Linked DNA regions of Mus musculus: region 1 is linked to region 2. Evidence: chromatin contacts called from public promoter capture Hi-C data. All regions are on one chromosome and are shown on one strand. The core of a region is the stretch at or near the end of the contact, and the rest is flanking DNA. Distances in the headings are between cores, read along the strand shown.

Region 1 (3,424 bases), core at 891-3,390, 97 kb before region 2:
ATTCCCTGGAACTGGAGTTCACGGATGGTTGTGAGGCCACTGTGTAAGTGCCAGGACCCAAACCACGTCCATGCTACAAAGTAAGTGTTATCTTTCCAGCCAACGGTGGGGATTCCTTACTTTTGGTCAAAATTACACATGCATTTACCTTATAAATTGCATTTCTAGTATTTTTTTTTTTTTTTACCATTTACATCTTTACCTGTGAGAAGTAGTAGATTTATTGCTATAAGCAAAAATTGTTACAGGAGATTGCTGATAACTTGAATATCTATTTATAAGGAGCTGGTAGACTATGTTACAGCAAAACAACAGCAACCTTCAAAGTTAAGGGAGATCCATGTTCGTTACTGTGGACCGATTTCCTGATCTATGTTAAATGTGGGGGGTGCAGAGCAGGGGGTGTATGGATTATGTCACCCTGTGTGTGACAGAGACAGACATGGTGTTACAGCAAGGGCTGTTCTTACCCAAGAGGAGTCCAGGATGAGCCTTTTATGAATATGATTTTTTTAATTGAGCCACACAGAGAGATCTATCCAGGGATACACACTGTTGTGACTACCAATCTAGAAGACGCCCTGCGCCAAGTGAGCTGGGGTGAAGGTAAAAATCACAAGCTTGGTACCTCCTGTTGAAATAGTTGTGATGCCCATTAGCAAGCAGGACAGGATAGGAACGTTTAAGAAGAATAGGGCACATTTGTGTCACCATGGCATTTCTGTTTGATTCGGGAGCAGAGAGCCTTGCATTTACAGAAACAGAACAATTCAGGTTAGCGAACGTTCCAGTAAGTACCATACGTGCCTGAGAGTAATGCTGACCTCAGTTCCACCGGCGGTCGGGTCAGGGCTTAGCAAATATGTGATTCTTATTTCAATGGAAGGGGTGTGTTAGCTTGGGGATGTGCACAGAACTGACTCATAGTGGAGATTGCCATTCACCAGACACATTTTCATTGTCTTTGTTTAATTCAGTTTATAACACTCCATGCCAGAATGGCACCAAAGGTCATTTTATTACTCTTATTAGTCACATGGACTGAGAGTCTTTGTGGTCCCATGTCTCCCTAGAGGAAGGATGTATGTACAGTTGCATTCAGCTCAGTGGGTTCCAGGTGTAGCAACAGTTAACAATAAACGAATAAGCCCTGCTGGATGCGGTCTTGGCCTAGGAGGCGCTCCTGTGAGCCGGTGATACTGACACAAGGATGATCAGGGTCCAGCATTAGCCAGGCATCAGCAGAAGCGCTTCTGGGGTAGGCGGTAGAAGCTGGTTGTCTCTGGGTGGGGTGTAGAAGGCACTTCACTGAGAAGCTAGAGTCTCCTCAGGATTTGGAAGGATGAGTAGGGTGGACCCCGAGTACATGATTCTTCAGCAAATAACATGGAGTCTTTGGTGGTGGCTCTGGGGAGCAAGGGGCTTCAGCAGGAGTGCAGTGTGGGGAAGGGAGAAAATCAGGTTTCCGAGGGCTTTGAAGGCCAGGTAATTTGGGGTTTTATTATGCAGACATCGGGAGATATCTGGATGCTTTGAAACTCACAGGGATGAGCCCAGAGCCTGCCTCAGGATGGGCAAAGTGTACAGAGCTGGTAGAATTAATCGGGTGGCTAAAATGTGCCGCCTTTAAATGCTGCACAGCACCTGCAACCTTAAGATTATCCCTGGGCATGGGAAAACCCATCTGTGATGCGCGCACTGGAGAGTGGATGTATGTGCGTGTGAGAGTGTGTGTGTGTGTGTGTGTGTGTGTGTGTGTGTGTGAGAGAGAGAGAGAGAGAGAGAGAGAGAGAGAGAGAGAGAGAGAGAGAGAGAGAGAGAGTGAGCGCGCGTGGAGGAAGGTGTGACGGGGGCAGAAGGGACTGGACCAGATGTTGATTCTTTCTTGCATGTTTTCTTTTCAAATCCCCATCTACTTCTCCCTCCTGTTCTCCTCTCACCAAGATGATTTTTGAGAGTTCAGCTTTGCCCAGAGCCCCGCCTTTTTTGGGCTGGAACGAGGCCCCCAGCAAGTGCTGGGGGCCCCAGTAAGTGACAGAGGCGGGGTTAATTGCCACCTACAGCTCAACCCTAAACTAGACTTCTGAAGGGGCGGGGCCTCGGCTTTCTTATTTAGCCCGTCTACCCCTCTTGATTCTCAGAAGGGAGAAAACTTCATCTGCAAGATGGGTGTCTACCGCATCCGCGTCTCCACCGGGGACTCCGTGTACGCGGGCTCCAACAACGAGGTCTACCTGTGGTTGATCGGACAGCATGGGGAGGCATCTCTCGGGAAGCTGTTCCGACCCTGTCGGAACTCGGTGAGCTGCGCAGAGCTCTGGCTGTCCCGGGAGGCGGCAGGGTGAGGGGCTGGGGGCGGGGGCGGGGGCAAAGTCAAAGAAATCCCTAGGAACCCTGATGCGTGGCCCCTGAACTCTGAGGAAGGAGCTCACAGCCTCGGAAAGCGGAAAGGGTGCACAGAGGCATTCGGTGAGCGCTCAGTAACAGTTGCTGCCTCCTGGCCTCATTGAGTGGGATATTTCTGTGCGTCCCTCACTTCACAGAACTCTGCGGTACAGTAGTAGTGCCAGTATCAGCAGTGTCAGCTGCCCGAATGTCTCTAATTTTTTAAAGCTTAAGATTTACCATCTTCTCTCGTTCCTACTGTAGAACAGTCTGCCTGATAAAGCCTCCCAGTGTCTCCAGCTTCTTCCCTACGAACTGCCAAGCCTCTGGCTTACTCTCGGTCCCTCGGGACCTGGTCCTGTTTGGCTCCCAGTCCCCACGGCTCTCTGGGCCCTAGCTTCATGAAGGCGCTGGGGGCCCTAGCTTCATGAAGGCGCTGGTCCTTTCAGCCTCTACGCTCTCCATGGACTCTGCCTCGTGTCTTCTCTGATTTCATTCTCTCTCACCAACCCCGCCTCTCCAAATCCAGGTTTCTCCCTGGAGACCATCCTGTAGAAACCCTGGCTCAGGCCAAATGGAATTCCCATGGGTTCTCTGCCTTAGTGGGGTCTCCCATTTGACCCGTTCCTCACTGGGCCTCTGGCAGAGTTTCCAGAATTCCCCTTCCTCTAGTCCTCCCCCCACCCCCCGGGGAGGAAGGAGTGTACTTTCCCATCGTCCATCGTCCATCCTTAACCCTCTCACTCTTGGTTGAGGTGACAACCCTGAGTGGTGTCATGGAGCCTCTTTTCATCACTTTTCCTGTGGCCCAGTGGAAGCAGAACTCAGCCTGAGCACCCCATTCTGCGCCCCTGTGCTTATCTGCAGGAGGCAGAATTCAAGGTGGATGTGTCAGAATACCTTGGGCCACTGCTGTTTGTGAGAGTGCAGAAATGGCATTATCTCAAAGAGGACGCCTGGTTCTGCAACTGGATTTCTGTGAAGGGCCCCGGAGACCAGGGATCGGAGTACACGTTCCCCTGTTACCGATGGGTTCAGG
Region 2 (3,262 bases), core at 570-3,069:
AAAAACAAAAACAAAAGCAAGAGGGAAGCAGGTCTTGGAAGTGAACATCCTGGTAGAAACTGAAGAAGTAGTAGGTGGTAAGAAATGGGAAAGGGACTCATGATATTTCATCATGAATAATAATAAGTTAATACACAGAGGGCTCTGTGTCAAACATTGTGCTAAGCGTCTAAGTGTCTGAACACATCATGTCATTAAGCTCGTGTAGAAGTTCAGTTCTTTTTCTTAGTGTTCTCATTCTCTCTCTCTCTCTCTCTCTCTCTCTCTCTCTGTCACACACACACACACACACACACACACACACACGTAACCTTAAGGAATCATCTAGTTGATACAAACCAAACTCTTGAGAAGGCAAAACACGGCCCACGAAAATGCACGAGGAGAGGGCCACGGCCTGCTGTGGAGAACCAAGGGGATGTAGAGAAAAGAGTGACGCCGGAACATTGAAAGGAGGGGGAGCTGTCACTTGACAGACACCCAATCCAGAGCACAGAACTTCTAGGCAGGAATGGGCCTGGAGAGTGTGCAATAGTAACCCACGAAGGACCTGACATGCCCAGGGTTTGGAGGCCTGAAGGTGTGACCTGGAAAGTCTCAGACTTTTCCTTCCTGCAAGCAGCAGCATCCTAGGTCCAGAAAACAGATCCTCCTGGCCCTGGCCTAGCCACCAAACTAGAACATCTTAGTTTACAGGAACCTAGTTAGGGACATGTACATGTGACAAAATCTGAGTCCTGAACAAGTTTCCCACTATTCACAAGGTCCCTAACCAAGTGTCATTCTCACCGCTGCTCATGACTTTACTTTTCTGAGACCCAAGGCCAGGAGATAACTTGGGAAGAAAATCCAACCTGGGCTCCACTAAAGAAAGGCTCACTCTCCTTACCTGGAAGAAATAAACTCGTGAAACCCACCCACTGGACTGTAACTGATTCTATACTGCACCCTCCTACCCAGACTGGTACTCTGCATCCGAGATCTGGAGGAGGTTGGACAAAATCATTCACTGTCCTTGGCCTCCCTCAAGATGCGTGGCCCATGACACTTTTGTGTATTTGAAATCTTAAAGTCGGAGCTGGAGAGATGGCTCAGCGGTTAAAAGGGCTTACTGTTCTTCCAGAGGTCCTGAGTTCAGTTCCCAGCAACCACATGGTGGCTCACAACCATCTGTAATGGGATCTGATGCCCTCTACTGGTGTGTCTAAGACAGTGACAGTGTATTTACATACATAAAATAAGTAAATCTTTTTTTTTTAAAGAGAGAAAGAGAGAAAAGAAGGAAGGAAGGAAGGAAGGAAGGAAGGAAGGAAGGAAGGAAGGAAAAGAAATCGTAAAGTCTTATGTTCAGGTGAGTGGGAGACCATGAGGGTGGGGGAGAAGGCAGGGGTGGGGTTCTAAGTCTGGAAACGCTGTCTTTTCAGGCTCAAGGCAGCCTGGGAATCCCTGGGGGTTTACTGAAGGGGTGACTTCAAAAGCAGTACAGAGCAGGGACTGGGGGTGTTTGGGGACCACAGATGGTTTTAGCAGCTGGGCATCCCCCAGGCCCTCCCAGGCTCACCTGCTATAGGCATTCCTCTCAGCCCAGAAAAGACACTTCTTTTCCCTCCGTTTGAAAAATGGTTTCAACCCCTTTGCAAGTTCTCCTAAAAGCCCAGAGACCTTGGGAAGGGCCTCCTTAGCTCCCACTGTAGCTGATCCAAACGCACACCCCTTTCCCAAAGCCTGTTCTTGGGCTGGGCTAGCAGGTTCAGACTAGTCTGGGGCGGGGACTTGGGAGTGCCTAGGAGTTGTGAGGGCGGGGACACAGATCCATCTTTTTAAAGTTTTGGACCTGGCCCCGAGGCGACGGTGGCCCTGGGCGGTCTTCGAATTGAACTTAACTTGGATCGCCTCCTGAGAGGCCAGAGGGAGCCATGGGCCGCTACCGCGTCCGTGTGGTCACTGGGGCCTGGCTCTTCTCCGGATCCCTCAACCTAGTGCGTTTGTGGCTGGTTGGGGAGCACCGGGAGGCGAAACTGGAGCTGCAACTGCGGCCAGCGCGGGGCAAGGTCAGTGAGCAAGAACTGGGGCCCTCTACTGTCCAAGCAGAGAGTAGGAGGATGGCAAGGGACAGGAGACTAGGGTCTGTGACAGTAAGACCGCGATGGAGATTTGTAGAGGTGGGACACCGGGAGTGATGTCAACTACGGGCCCCGGGTGGTCTCCTTTCCCACACCCCAGCCCAGGCAGCCCTCTGAGTCCTGCATTCTTAGCCCCAGAGCCGATTTAAATACAGGACTTGAGGTCAGTCGAAGCTCCTCCAAGTTCCGGTGTGGTGGGAGCTCAGTGAACGGGATGAGACAGGCGATGATCGTCATCATCTGCTCAAATCTCTGGTCAGCGCGCTGTAGACGCTGGTCTTCCCTCAGAAATGGGACATCTTAGACCCGCCAGACAGGTTAGGGGTGGAAGAGGGAAGGAGAGCAGGGGCGAGGTGTGTTCTTTGACGGCTGCGGTAAGCTGAGGCTCCACAAAGGGGAGGCTCGGCCACCGAAAGGCTTCTCCCAATCCCTTCTATTAAGTGTGGTCCCCGCAGGAGGAGGAGTTTGACTTCGACGTTCCCGAGGACTTGGGGCCACTGCAGTTTGTGAAACTGCACAAACAGCACACAGTTGTGGATGACGCCTGGTTCTGCAACCTCATCACAGTTCAGGGGCCGGGGACAAGTGCAGAGGCCGTGTTTCCCTGCTACCGCTGGGTGCAGGGAGAGGGAATCCTGAGCCTCCCGGAGGGGACAGGTGAGCGGGGCAGCATCCTACCCTGGGGGAGTGGACGAAGAGGGAAAGGGCAGTGCTGGCGGCGAGGGTGTGGAGGAATAGGGCTAAAGAGGAGGAGAGGGAAAGAACTTGGAGAAAGGGTGGGCAGAAACGGAACAGTGAGTTTCTAGGGCGCAAGTGAGGAAATGAGAAGTTATGAATTCCCCAAGTGTTTCCCAGGATAAGTGATGTTGCAAATGAATTAAAGAGGGAAGTAAGAGATCTGGAGACTCTGTTTTCCTAGATAGAAAGAAGGTCATGGAGCCGGGGACACAAATGGAGAAGTAAAGAAAACAGTAGTACTGTGATTCGGAACCCGTGGGGAGAGGGACAGGTGAGGGGCTCAGAGAACAAGAGCTGGTGGCCAATGAGCAACGGGGCCGCGAGGAAGGGCCGCTGGTCGGCTGATTTGATTGGATGGTGGGGACCACCTGGCAGGAGGAGGCATGCGAAAGAGCCCGTAA

Evidence for each region. Promoter capture Hi-C pulls out the DNA fragments that hold promoters and counts their contacts.
Region 1: a contact with region 2 is called in a promoter capture Hi-C map of the HPC-7 cell line. The contact joins the promoter of Alox15 here to the promoter of Alox12 in region 2. A contact is called at or near these places in 8 of 39 promoter capture datasets (the C10 cell line, the HPC-7 cell line, cranial neural crest and 4 more), 2 of 15 datasets of contacts at CTCF or cohesin (the NIH/3T3 cell line and large pre-B cells), 13 of 484 Hi-C or Micro-C datasets (B cells, the C2C12 cell line, the G1E-ER4 cell line and 8 more), 19 of 115 datasets of contacts at active chromatin or transcription factors (the HPC-7 cell line, the NIH/3T3 cell line, Th17 cells and 12 more) and 5 of 9 other capture datasets (adipose tissue, embryonic stem cells, liver and 2 more).

Annotation. Positions count from the first base shown.
Region 1 is chr11:70,350,747-70,354,170 of GRCm38.p6, reverse strand. It overlaps Alox15 (arachidonate 15-lipoxygenase), which reads left to right and starts at 2,140. Exons shown (of 14, transcript NM_009660.3): 1 at 2,140-2,300; 2 at 3,253-3,424. The coding sequence starts at 2,166.
Region 2 is chr11:70,253,927-70,257,188 of GRCm38.p6, reverse strand. Alox12 (arachidonate 12-lipoxygenase) reads left to right here and starts at 1,819. Exons shown (of 14, transcript NM_007440.5): 1 at 1,819-2,051; 2 at 2,579-2,780. The coding sequence starts at 1,917. The region is part of intron 2 of Gm40191 (a long non-coding RNA gene); the gene reads right to left.